2 separate regions of the Mus musculus genome follow, and region 1 is linked to region 2. Evidence: chromatin contacts called from public Micro-C data. All regions are on one chromosome and are shown on one strand. The core of a region is the stretch at or near the end of the contact, and the rest is flanking DNA. Distances in the headings are between cores, read along the strand shown.

The links. Hi-C and Micro-C count contacts between places; a contact is called where the count stands out from the background.
Region 1: a Micro-C map of embryonic stem cells shows a contact between it and region 2, with 30 times the contacts expected there. The contact joins the promoter of Six1 here to the promoter of Foxg1 in region 2. A contact is called at or near these places in 1 of 39 promoter capture datasets (cranial neural crest) and 2 of 484 Hi-C or Micro-C datasets (cerebellum and embryonic stem cells).

What each region holds. Positions count from the first base shown.
Region 1 is chr12:73,045,309-73,048,008 of GRCm38.p6, reverse strand. It overlaps Six1 (sine oculis-related homeobox 1), which reads left to right and starts at 1,297. Exons shown (of 2, transcript NM_009189.3): 1 at 1,297-2,142. The coding sequence starts at 1,583. It overlaps Gm51264 (predicted gene, 51264), which reads right to left and starts at 2,124; the gene lies at 2,061-2,124.
Region 2 is chr12:49,381,562-49,384,261 of GRCm38.p6, reverse strand. Foxg1 (forkhead box G1) reads right to left here and starts at 1,255. Exons shown (of 2, transcript NM_008241.2): 1 at 876-1,255. It overlaps Gm34304 (predicted gene, 34304), which reads left to right and starts at 2,434. Exons shown (of 2, transcript NR_168648.1): 1 at 2,434-2,445.

The DNA.
Region 1 (2,700 bases), core at 48-2,547, about 24 Mb before region 2:
GCTAATTGTTTTTGAAATCTTTTTAATAATTGCTTTGGAACAAGGTGTGCAAATGAGGCTTAAGTTAATTACAGCTTCATTTGTCTGTGCAGTTTTACTAAGCATTCTCCCCACAGAAACAAAATAGCAGATGATGGAACTTAAATTGCAGGACACATCTCATTGGCTGGCAGTAAAATAGGCCAGCATTGCAAACACACACACACACACACACACACACACACACACACACACTTTATTTAATCTTCTTGGAGCCACTGTGGTTCTAGCTTAGAGGGCAGTGTCCCTCTCAGAGCAGGGCAAGGATTATGTTACAACCAGACAGTTATTGGAGCTGGGCGCAGTTTTATTTAATTTACACCCCATTCAGCGCCTTTTGCATGAGGTTCCCCAATTTTTTTTTTTTTTTTTGCTAATGGCAAGTAAAGCTTTTCAGCATCCATCGGTAGCAGGGGTTGCTTTGAAAAAACGCAACCGTACAACTGGGGAAACTGAGTCCAGAAGTCTATGGACAGCAAGATTCTAAATTGCAGATGAAGCCCTGGTGTCTCTATGCTACAGTGCCAGGGTCAACCCTTCTGATCCCTCTTCTAGAGGCACTTTGAGAATGAGGGGAATGTTGCCCAGATCAGAGTCCTTGAGACCTTTAGGAGGTGTTAGGAGTTAGGAAGAGAAAGGGTGTAGGAGTTGGGGGGTGGGGGTGGGGGTGGGGGTGGGGGGCTAGGTTTGTCTTCACCTCCAGGAACCAAACCTGGAAGAAGCCACTTTCAGAGTGCTTGCAGCACAGAACCCTAGTCTCCTTTTGTATTATTTATCTCATTCCATAAGCTATTCATCAATCCATTATTTATTCATCTTAACATTAAGGTAATTAAATATGAGCTCACCGGGAAAAGCCAAGACTGCAAGAGACAGGGCTAAGAATATGGAGAAGAGGGTCATTAGAACGTCTGCAGCCATTGATTTGTGCTGCGTGAGGCTCCCCTTAGGTGACACCAAAGAGGGCGCCGCTTCGCAAGGTCCTGACTTGGTCACCACCCTTTTCAGCACCCCAGTTCCCTCCTCCCGACCCCACCTCACTTCCCACCTCTCCGGGTCCTTCTCCTCCCACCACTTCTTATCCTAGGCAGCACTCGGTAGCTTCGCCCTCCCCACGCGGGGCGGCAGGGTGGCGCGGCTTTGCTGCCGGGCCGGGCGGCGCGCAGGCTGGCCAGCTTCGGATAGGCGCCGCTCGCAGCCAATCAGCGTGTCGGGGACGCTGCGCGCTTTAAGGCCGCTGCGGGGAGAACAGAAACCAAGTTCCCCGGCAACCAGCAGCATCCACCCGGCGGCAGGCGGGAGCCAGCGAGGCCCAGAAGGCTGTAGAGAACGCCAGCCACTCGGAGTCTAGCTCACCCCTACTTCTCTTCGTCTTCCTTGGCCTCCCACCCGCCGAGGTTCGACTGGTCTCTTCGCCCGCGCCAAGGCTAGGGAGGGGGTTAGGAGCAGCCGCGCCCCCCTCCCCGCGGCAGCCGCCCCCTGCTCTCCCAGCTCTGCTCACTGCCGCGTGCGCCCGGGCCCGTGCGCCCCGGCAGCGCCAGCCATGTCGATGCTGCCGTCGTTTGGTTTTACGCAAGAGCAAGTGGCGTGCGTGTGCGAAGTTCTGCAGCAAGGAGGGAACCTGGAACGCCTGGGCAGGTTCTTGTGGTCGTTGCCCGCCTGCGATCACCTGCACAAGAACGAGAGCGTGCTCAAGGCCAAGGCGGTGGTCGCCTTCCACCGCGGCAACTTCCGCGAGCTCTACAAGATACTGGAGAGCCACCAGTTCTCGCCTCACAATCACCCCAAACTGCAGCAGCTGTGGCTGAAAGCGCACTACGTGGAGGCCGAGAAACTTCGCGGCCGACCCCTGGGTGCCGTGGGCAAATATCGGGTGCGCCGAAAATTCCCGTTGCCGCGGACCATCTGGGACGGCGAGGAGACCAGCTACTGCTTTAAGGAGAAGTCTCGGGGCGTGCTGCGGGAGTGGTACGCGCACAACCCCTACCCCTCACCGAGGGAGAAACGGGAGCTGGCCGAGGCCACCGGCCTCACCACCACCCAGGTCAGCAACTGGTTTAAGAACCGGAGGCAAAGAGACCGGGCCGCCGAGGCCAAGGAAAGGTACGCGGCGTGCTTGCCCAGGCTCGGGTGACCCCGGGAAGTTTCACCCTTCGCTCCCTTCTGCCCCCCGCAGGCGTCGCCACCAGCTTCCTACCCGCCGCCACCCGGCAGAGGTCCGTGGGGCGGCACCCCGGCCTCGGCGACGCTGCTGTGAAGGTTCATGAACTCTTGAGGTTGCCTGTTAGGGACTGGGTCGCGTTTGCGTGGAGCACTCGCGCGTGGGTTTCTTTGGTGAGGGAAAGTGTGGGGAACGGTCGGCGTTGGGTTTGTTTCATGCCCTCCGGGCTGGCTCCGGCGAAGAGAAGGGATGGCCAGGGAGTTTGTAGATCAGAGGAAACGGGGGTATTGCTTGGTATCGCGAGGGAAGCTGTTCGGTACGGCGGAAGGTCTCGAACCTCCGCTCTTTCGCTCCGTCTTGAAGCTGGTCTGAGTCGAACGCTCGGCCCCCAGTACCTCCCGGCTCTCTGCTCATTCTCTCCGGCTAGTCTATGGAGGAGAGTTCTGCTTCATTTCGCGCTAGTTGGACAAAGGGAGGAGTCTTGTAAAAAGAAATACCCT
Region 2 (2,700 bases), core at 6-2,505:
GGGAGAGAGAGAGAGAGAGGGAGAGGAGATAGAGAGAGAGAGAGAGAGAGAGAGAGAGAGAGAGAGAGAGAGAGAGAGAGAGAGAGAGGGAGGCTAGAGGCAGAAGCAACCCGTCGCCCGGGGTGCAGCGCCCCGCTCCGTTCCGCGCCCGGCCTCCCCCTCCCCCGCTGCCTCCTCCTCCTCGCGCCGCAGCAGTCACAGCAGCAGCAGCGGCAGCCCGAAGGGGGGGAGAGCCGGGCGGCGGGCGGGCGCGTCCCGGAGCGGCCGCAGCGAGGCTAGGAGACAGCGATCGAGGCAGCTATAGCCACAATTAATTTTCCGAGCTACAGGCGCACACTAGGGCTGTAAAAAAATTTTTGGTTTAACCTTTCCTACTGCCGAACCAATCAGTGCCGCCGGCGTGCAGGAGCGTCTGGCTAGCCGTCGACCAATCGGGGGCCCAGGGCCCGCCCATCCCCGCCCCGCCCCGGCCCCGCCCCCCGCTCACCGCCCCCTCCGGGTGGCGGGGCCCAGGCCTGGAGCCGCGGGGACCGGCGGGAGATCGCCCACCCGGCCAGGATTAGCGTGGGGCGTGCGCCCCGGGCCGCGGCCGCTCGACTGTGGCCTCCTCCCTGTATGGGATTATTTTCCTTTGCGCGTCAATATTTATCCTTATTGATTAAAGTTTGTATCCAATTTTGTCTGGAAGAGCGGGGCGGGGGGCGCGGCGGAGGGGCGAGCTGCGAGGGTGCGGGAGAGGGCGTGAACCCTGGGGACGCGGCGGCCCCGGCAGCGCCCTGGGAGCGAGCGGGCCAGCAAGCTCCGGAGAGCCGGGCATCGGGGGAACGGGGCCTGGAAGGTGGGGCGGGGGCGGCCACGGCCAGGCCGGTACTTACAGCTTCCTGCGGCCCGCGGCGAGCTCGGCTGTGAAGCTGGGCTGAGGGCGGCGAGCGGGGGCGGCTGAGCGGTGGGTGCGTTCTGTGGAGGCCTTCCACGCACGCGGGCGGGCGGGCGGAGAGCTGCCCCGGGCGAGCACAGACCCAAACAGTCCCGAAATAAAGCAGGTAACACGTGTGTTCTCCCTCCGTCTCGCTTCACTCCCAGAGTCGCGCTCACGCGCGGGTGACCCGGTGGCAGTTGTCTCCTCGGGCACTCCACCTCCTCTTCAGCTTCTAGGCAGTACTGGAAGCCGGTAGCCGCGATCGATCATCCTGGAAATATTTTCATTTTGCTTGACATTGAAGAAAATATGAGTGGGCGTCTACTTCCGTTTTTTTTTTTTTTAAATCCTATGTTTGCTCCTTTTTCCCATTTCACAAATACTTTATCTCTTTAAAACCTCAATCTTGAAACACCAGTAGGGCGAAATCAGCTCTTACCCTTCTTGGATGCTGCTGGAATGCTCTGGGGAGCCCAAGGAAGGTGGATTTGACAGTCCTAGCTTCTGGGGTTTGGGGGATGGTTTGGTGGGGAGGTTGAAACGAGTGGGTAGCTTGTAATTCAAGGCCTTTAAAAAGATCGCGGCCAGGGCCAGGGCCAAGGCCCAGCATTTCCCAGGGATTGGAATTTAGTGCGGAGCACACAGATCACAAATCCTCACTGGCTCAAAGCGCGCCACGTTGTAAGCAGAGGCCGTAGCCAGAGAGGAGAGGGAGGTGGAGACACATAGGTCACGAGTATCTTTCCCCTCCTCTTTAAGGTAAAATACTCTACCCATGCCAGCATTCATTTTGATGAGCTCTTAGCTAAATGATCTCTCAGTCTTGATATAAAAAAAAAAAAGGAAGGAGAAAAAACAGGGCCTATGTGTGGTACTAAAATCTACCAGAAACATGCAATACTCAAAATAATAGGGAGTTATTCTGATGTTCTCACCCCCCAAATTTGAAATGGGGCGCAGAAAGAGGGGAGGGAAAGAGAGGGAAACGCTAGCGAAAATTATCCACAATTACAAATAGCTAGCAAATTTTATATCTATTGGAGTGTTGTAAGAGATCTTTGATTATTTGTCCCCAAATATCCTTCCACTGCTTGGATCTCTTCCTACATATCCGCTGACTTTAAAACAAGCTATGCATGACGGAAAAGGCCAGGGTTCTAGCAATCAGCTTTGCAAAACACATTGGTGCCAAAGGTTGATTTCTAGGCTTGGGGTTTCTCACGGAGCCTGGCGACGTGATGAGCTTTGCCAACCTAGCTAGAGAGATCTGTGAGCCTGGGTTGTCTTGTTCATTTCCCTTCCCACTCTTTTCTCCTCCTCAGGCCCATTTTCCCTGGTGGTTCCTCAATGCGCTTGCCTTCCTTCCTCCTCCCCTCTCCCTTCTTCCCCTTTCACTAACCCACCCCTTCTCCCTCCCTCCTTTCCTCTCCCCTTCACTCCTCCACCTACTCCTCCCCATCCCCCAGCCCCCCTTCTCACCACCGCTTATAATGGCTCCCGGGGCTCCCTCAGAGGTGGACGGCCCGGTACGTTTTCGTAGTCGGTCTAGCGTGAAATGATTCGGTGTAACCGGATTCTTGGGAAAGGACAGGTTACGTAAACATTTACTGATGTGGAGTAACTATACTATTTGTACTCTGATATGCAGGAAGGAAAGTGTTGATTAACACAGAAGAAAAAAAAGCGAAATTAGCTGATTGCATGCTCATAAGTGCAAGCTGTCATTGAACTGCTTTTAAAATAGACACAGCTGGGTGTTTGTGTTGAAAAATTTCTTGTGT